Linked DNA regions of Mus musculus: region 2 is linked to region 1. A link is a contact called in public HiChIP or PLAC-seq data. All regions are on one chromosome and are shown on one strand. The core of a region is the stretch at or near the end of the contact, and the rest is flanking DNA. Distances in the headings are between cores, read along the strand shown.

Region 1 (2,890 bases), core at 206-2,705:
CCTCACTGGCTTCCTAGTAACATGGCTTGGTTTACCACGTGAGGCTCAGCGATAGAATAGTACCTTGCTTGACTCATCGAGGCCTTTTGAAAGGAAAGTAAGCCTGTTTTGTGGGCAGCCCTTATTGATTGATCTCATTCCACAAACAGGAGCTTTTATGACTTTATTGCCACCGCCTGGGGCCTGAGCGCAGGCTGTCCAGCTGCAGGTAAACCTGGTTATGAGCCTCTGTAAGGCTGTTACTGAATCTTCCACTCTCCTGCCAGCGGTAAGGGAAAGGGTGAACATATGGCAGAGGGCTCCTGCTTTCTTACTTAATGAAGGAGCTACTATTAACGCAGAATGCTCCTAAATACCAAGTGGCTTCAAGTCACATGTGAAGCCTATGATGGCCCTGAGCCTCTCTCTCTGTTGATTGAGTAGCGTTATTATGGCTGTTATCATCATCGTCATCATCACTATTGCATTTTCATTGTGGGGATGGCTCAGTAAGTCTGCATGTGTTGCAGCCCACAGGAGTGAATTCTCCCCATCAAGATCCAGGAGATGCCTCCTGGTGCCTCTGCCCACTGAACCATCCTCCCTCCCACCAGCCTTGTTTCTTTAGCGGCTGCTCTCCCCCCCCCCCCTTTTGGACACTGAGATTCATTTTTGAGCTTCATACGGGGCACTTTACAGTCTTTGGAGCCCTTAGCCTTGGCCTGTACGATGTGTGCATTTTCTCCTGCTGCTCTTTGTATAGTGGTGAGGACCCTGTCCTTGTTCATGTCAGAAAGATACCACCAACTCCTGGGGAAAAGCTGTTAAGAAGTTGTCGTGGGGGAACTTAAAGGGTGAAGCAGAGGAGGAAGCTGTTGGGGATGTAATTGTAGGCAGCTGTGTGGCTGAGTAGTGCACTCTGGGTAATTATCCATAATATCCATTACACTGTGCATGGAAATTGTGGTTTTAGAACTGCGTTTTGGCAGGCCCCCTAATCAAATGTCTTTTGATAGTCATCCAGCTTCGCACCCTCTCAATTATGACTGACTCGGCTTTAATCTGGAGCCATTTTAACTGTGAATCAATGTGAATATTGGGGGGAGAGGGGGACAGGGTTGTATGTTGAACGTGTGGCAGATCAGTGATGCCATGGGAGGTTTTAAAAGCTGGTGTTGCTAGAAAGAGCCTCTCCTTGTTCTGTGACTGCGTGCTTGCTCTTTGAAGAGGAATAGGTGAGTCCCCTGTTGTCCCTCCCTCATCCCCTCCCCCTCTAGCCTCAGCTCCCAAAATGTACATTCTCTAACTTAGGAAGCGGAAAGGAGTGAGCTGGCAGTGTGCTCTCTCGCCTGCTCCTCCTACCACCAAATAGGGACTGCCTGAGTCTCCAGCTCATCACACGTTGCTATAGAGGGAGCGCAATGGTGAGGCCACTGAATCATAGGGCACCGGCCTGGTGGATGAGTCAGTAACCATAGCTACCAGAGCAGCTTTGAGATCTGCACATACACAAAACCTCTCCAGTAAGCGCTGACAGCGGAGAGGTCACCACTCAAGCCGAAGACTAGGCAAAATTGTTTTCTACCACAGAGTGGAGTAAAGAGACTGGCAGCTGCCGTGATGTTCCTGTCACTCCGGGGGCAGACTAGTTGGCAGTGAGTTTCAGATTGTGGTTGCTGTCCACCCTGTCTGCAGGTTTTTCTTATTAGCAATATATTTCCATTGATTTAAAATATTTACCTTTGGGGCTGGAGAGATGTCTTAGTGGTTAAGAGCACTGACTGCTCTTGCAGAGGTCCTGAGTTCAAATCCCAGCAACCACATGGTGGCTCACAACCTCCCTCTTTTGGTGTGTCTGAAGACAGCTACAGTAGTGTACTTAGATAAAATAATAAGTAAATCTATTTTAAAAAGAAAAAGAAAACATCAAAAAGATCACCCACTACTATGAAGAACCATTCCAGAAATGGTTCAACACAAATAAATCAATAAATATAACTTATCACATGAATAGACTCAAAGACAGAAACCACATGATCATTTAATTAGCTATAGGAAGGGCCTGTGACAAAATCTAATATCCCTTTATGATAAAGGTCCTCTTTTAAAAAAAAAATTTACCTTCAAGGGGCACGTTGGCACACACCTTTAATCCCAGCACCCCAGAGGCTAAGACTGGGCTACCTGAAACCAGCCTGGGCTACATAGGACATTCCAGGCCAGCTACCAATACAACTACACAATAAGACCCTGTTTCAAATAAAAATGACCTCTAACCAGGATTTCGGTTTTGCTAGGTTTTGCCTTTTGGGCTTTTCTTGAAGATAGACTTGAATGATGAAGGATGGAACTCTGGGAGACCAAGATTTGTGGTTACCCGAGACACACTTTAAAAAAAAAAAGTGGAAATTAAAGTTGCATAAGATTTCTCGGAGGGCAGAGTAGTAGAAGCCTGGCTAGTGGGTTGCTCTGGTATAATGAGGCCAGATGAGTTCTTCCATCTCAGGTCGTCTCTGGTATTTGGAAGAGGTCCTTCAAGAGTCCTGAAATCAGGAGGCATTTCTGTCACTGCATCGAAATAGTTGATGTGGACTGCTGTTGTCTTTCCACATACCTCCACGTTTAACCTTTGGCTTTTGTCTTTGGCAGTGTGCATGTGTGTGCATGTGTGTGCATGCGTGCGTCTCAAAAGAGCGAGTTGGGCTTGATGGTGCATATGATCAAACACCTGGAAGCAGAGGAGGGAAGATTGCGAGTATGAAGCAAGCCTGGGCTAGAGAGATCCTGTCTCTAAATAACACAAAATGTAGACGAACAGCAAAAGGATGTGGTTAGGTTGGCTGTTTTGAAGTGTGGTGGGTTTTTGTTACTGGTGTTTTGTTTGGGCGGGGTTGTTTGTTTGTTTTGGTTT
Region 2 (2,890 bases), core at 144-2,643, 430 kb before region 1:
GGAGGACCACATGGCCAGGACTGGCCTTGCTACAGTGCCTAACTATTGGGATAACCCGATGGTGGTGTGCAAAGAAGGCTCTGTCACAAGTCTCTTCCGGCTCTTGCCTCCTTCTGAGTTCTACATATTTGTTATTCCCTTTGAGATGGAAGGGGACACAGCAGAGATACCTGGGGGTCTCCCCTCTGCCTACCAGAAAGCACTGGCTCAAAGAGAAGAGAGCATACATATCTGGCAGAAAACTGTGAAGGAGGCTCGTTTGACAAAGTAAGTGTCTTCTAGAGTCAGTGTTTTGCCATTTGTGCAACACTTGATGGGAAGACAAATTAATTTCGATAGTCTATAGTATCCAGCCACACAAATTAAAATGACCTGTTCATCCTTTCTCAGGGCTTGAGTCCCAGGTTAGCATTCTAGATGCTGTGTGGCTAGAAGATGCTAAGGTAGGTGCTCAGATATTAGGCTCCCATCCTTGAAGAAGTTGAAATTGCTCTATGGCACAAGCCTGTGATCCCAGCACCTAAAGGCTTGGGGCAGGAGGATCACAAATTCCAGGTTAGTGGCAGGGAGTACGTGGTAAGCATCACAATAAAAATCAGCTTACACTTAGTTGGCAGAGATAAGATTTGCATGAACTAAAGCAATCTTGTCTAGAAAATGGGATGTGGTTCAGCCTTAACAACCTAGCTGTTAGCACCCTCTTGTACACTGGTTTCCCACCACACCACAGACTTACAAGTCATGTTCTTGAAGGTGGTTGTTTCAAGACTGATTCTTGCTAGTTCTTGTCACTCACTCCCTTAATCAATGCTAAAATGGGAGAAATGATGAAAGTATGGTTTTAAAAGCTAGATTTGCAGTATAAAATACTGTGTTTCATTCTACTTAGGGGGCACCAAAGTGGCTTTTTAAAAACTTCATGCATGGGACAACACATAGCTGTGAGTATTATGTTATGCCCAGGTTTTTATTTAAAGGATATTGGTCTTTGAACTCCAGAAGCCAGAGACCTGGCATGCAGTTTACAAAGAGTCCAAAGACAGCAGTGTGAACAATTAAGGAAGATGTGTCAAGGAGATAGAATTTGTAATGGGTCCTGAAGAATGGGAACTTTGCATAGCAAGTGAGGTCTAGTCTGAATATCTGAGAGTAGTGGAGGAGCAGATATCTGAGAAGCAGAATCTAAGGTAGGATTTGGGGTGCAACACAGTGCTCCCTAAGCTTGATAAGTGACCTGAGTCAAATTATGCTGTGTTTTGATGATCAGGCCTCGAACATCCCACTAGAATTGCACAGTAGAAGCTTTGCAGTGCTTGCTGTAAGCTGTGCGATGAAGCCCAGAATGGCGTTCATTTTTTCAGGAGCGTCTGTAAGTCCCGCGGTACACAGACTCTCCACTAGAGGCCATGGCAGACTTAAATAGAACTCTGGGCTGGCACATAGGCAGTCAGACTGTGGTTCAGTGTCTGGGGGAGAGCAGAGAGGAGGACGGGGAGGATGGAAATACTCGGGCAGCAGGCCAGGCTCCATGTGTAAGTGTGTGAAGATGAGAATGTGAAAAAGGATTCTAAAAATTGAGTCTGAGCTTAGTAAGTTTTTATTAACCAATTTTCTTCTCAGCAGACCACTGTGAATAACTTAAAATTACCCGTGCTTGAAATAAGTAATCGTTTTTTACAAATACGTTGGTGGACAAATTTCATTTGTTAGAGAGTCCAAGAGAGGAAAAGGAATACTATGGTGCTAGCCCACGGCGGGGGTAACTTCTTCTCTCTCCATTTGAGCACAGGGTCAAGTTATTTTTGTAAATCTCAATCTAAGCTCCCTCAGTGTGTGTGGTGTATGTGTGTGTACATCATACTTCATACCTATATATACAATAAACACACACACACACACATGATCAACAACTTATGCCTTAGTTGGGGATCTGTGTAGAAGTACTACAGTTACCTATATAAACCCTGGATGTGGCTCTCACCTCATGAACCATGTCAGCAGATTGGTGACCTCACTGTACTCAGAGCTTTCTGAATAGGAAGTTTTCACTCTAAGATATCAGTAACGATGGAGATGTTCACTGGATCACAGACCGAGTACTTAGAATGTCCCAAGCACTGATCTGAACAACTCTGTTAACTCACTGACTATTTCTAATTGCTGTACCCAGTTGCAGATGAAGACTAGAGATCTAAGATTTAAGTACTTTCCTTAGTCACAGAGGATTCAAGTACTACCTTGTTGGCCTTGTTCCAGAGGTGCTTCTCTGTCTCTGTGTCCTTATTATCCTCTCAGTTACTATGACACCATATAGTACAGTTATAGAATTAGAGTGTATAATGAGATCGTCATTGAAAAAATATTTTTAGAACACTTACTGTATAAATGTTTCCACCATTTAAATGCCTAGACTCTCTTACACACGTGGAAAGTTTAGGGAGATTTGTAGAGTCTGGAATGTGGTAAGCAATTATATTCTAGCATGGAATGGTTCTAGAAGTACTGTAAAAGGAGCTAGTGTAACTTTGGGAATAAAGGTGCATCTTAGCTTACACTAGGGTTATGTCCAGAGCAAAACTCATTGTAAGCCAAAAATTCCTTAACTGTACCTAAGCCACCAACTGCTTGTGCAGTGGGAGCACTGAAGAACATCCACTCTCCTGACCATTGACGTGCAGGCCTACACTTCACAGGTGCTGCTCAGCATTAAAAAGTATCATATTGCTGATTACTAGCCTGAAACACACACACATTTGAAGTAGAGTTCCTGCAGAGCAAATACACTGTTTTAATATTGCCATAAAGTTAAGCCATTTAGTTAAATGAGTTGAGAACTTTCTGCGGGAAAAAGACAGAAACCAGATTGAAGGCAAACTGCCAGCCAGATACT

The links. HiChIP or PLAC-seq counts read pairs in DNA pulled down with a chosen protein or histone mark.
Region 2: an H3K27ac HiChIP or PLAC-seq map of SST interneurons shows a contact between it and region 1, with 5 times the contacts expected there. The contact joins two enhancer-like sites. A contact is called at or near these places in 2 of 39 promoter capture datasets (hippocampal neurons and pre-B cells), 1 of 15 datasets of contacts at CTCF or cohesin (the NIH/3T3 cell line), 1 of 484 Hi-C or Micro-C datasets (bone marrow-derived macrophages), 3 of 115 datasets of contacts at active chromatin or transcription factors (SST interneurons, astrocytes and bone marrow-derived macrophages) and 1 of 9 other capture datasets (liver).

The regions. Positions count from the first base shown.
Region 1 is chr16:22,387,841-22,390,730 of GRCm38.p6, reverse strand. The region is part of intron 11 of Etv5 (ets variant 5); the gene reads left to right. Among named protein-coding and RNA genes, the nearest start is that of Etv5, 50 kb to the left of the region's middle. Within about 2 kb of position 1,455, at least 95 of the 459 cell types and tissues checked have an H3K27ac peak or open chromatin away from gene starts, as enhancers often do. A contact at or near this core is called in SST interneurons, where this site is marked.
Region 2 is chr16:22,819,459-22,822,348 of GRCm38.p6, reverse strand. It overlaps Tbccd1 (TBCC domain containing 1), which reads left to right. Exons shown (of 8, transcript NM_001081368.2): 6 at 1-267. Among named protein-coding and RNA genes, the nearest start is that of Crygs, 9.5 kb to the right of the region's middle. Within about 2 kb of position 1,393, at least 5 of the 459 cell types and tissues checked have an H3K27ac peak or open chromatin away from gene starts, as enhancers often do. A contact at or near this core is called in SST interneurons, where this site is marked.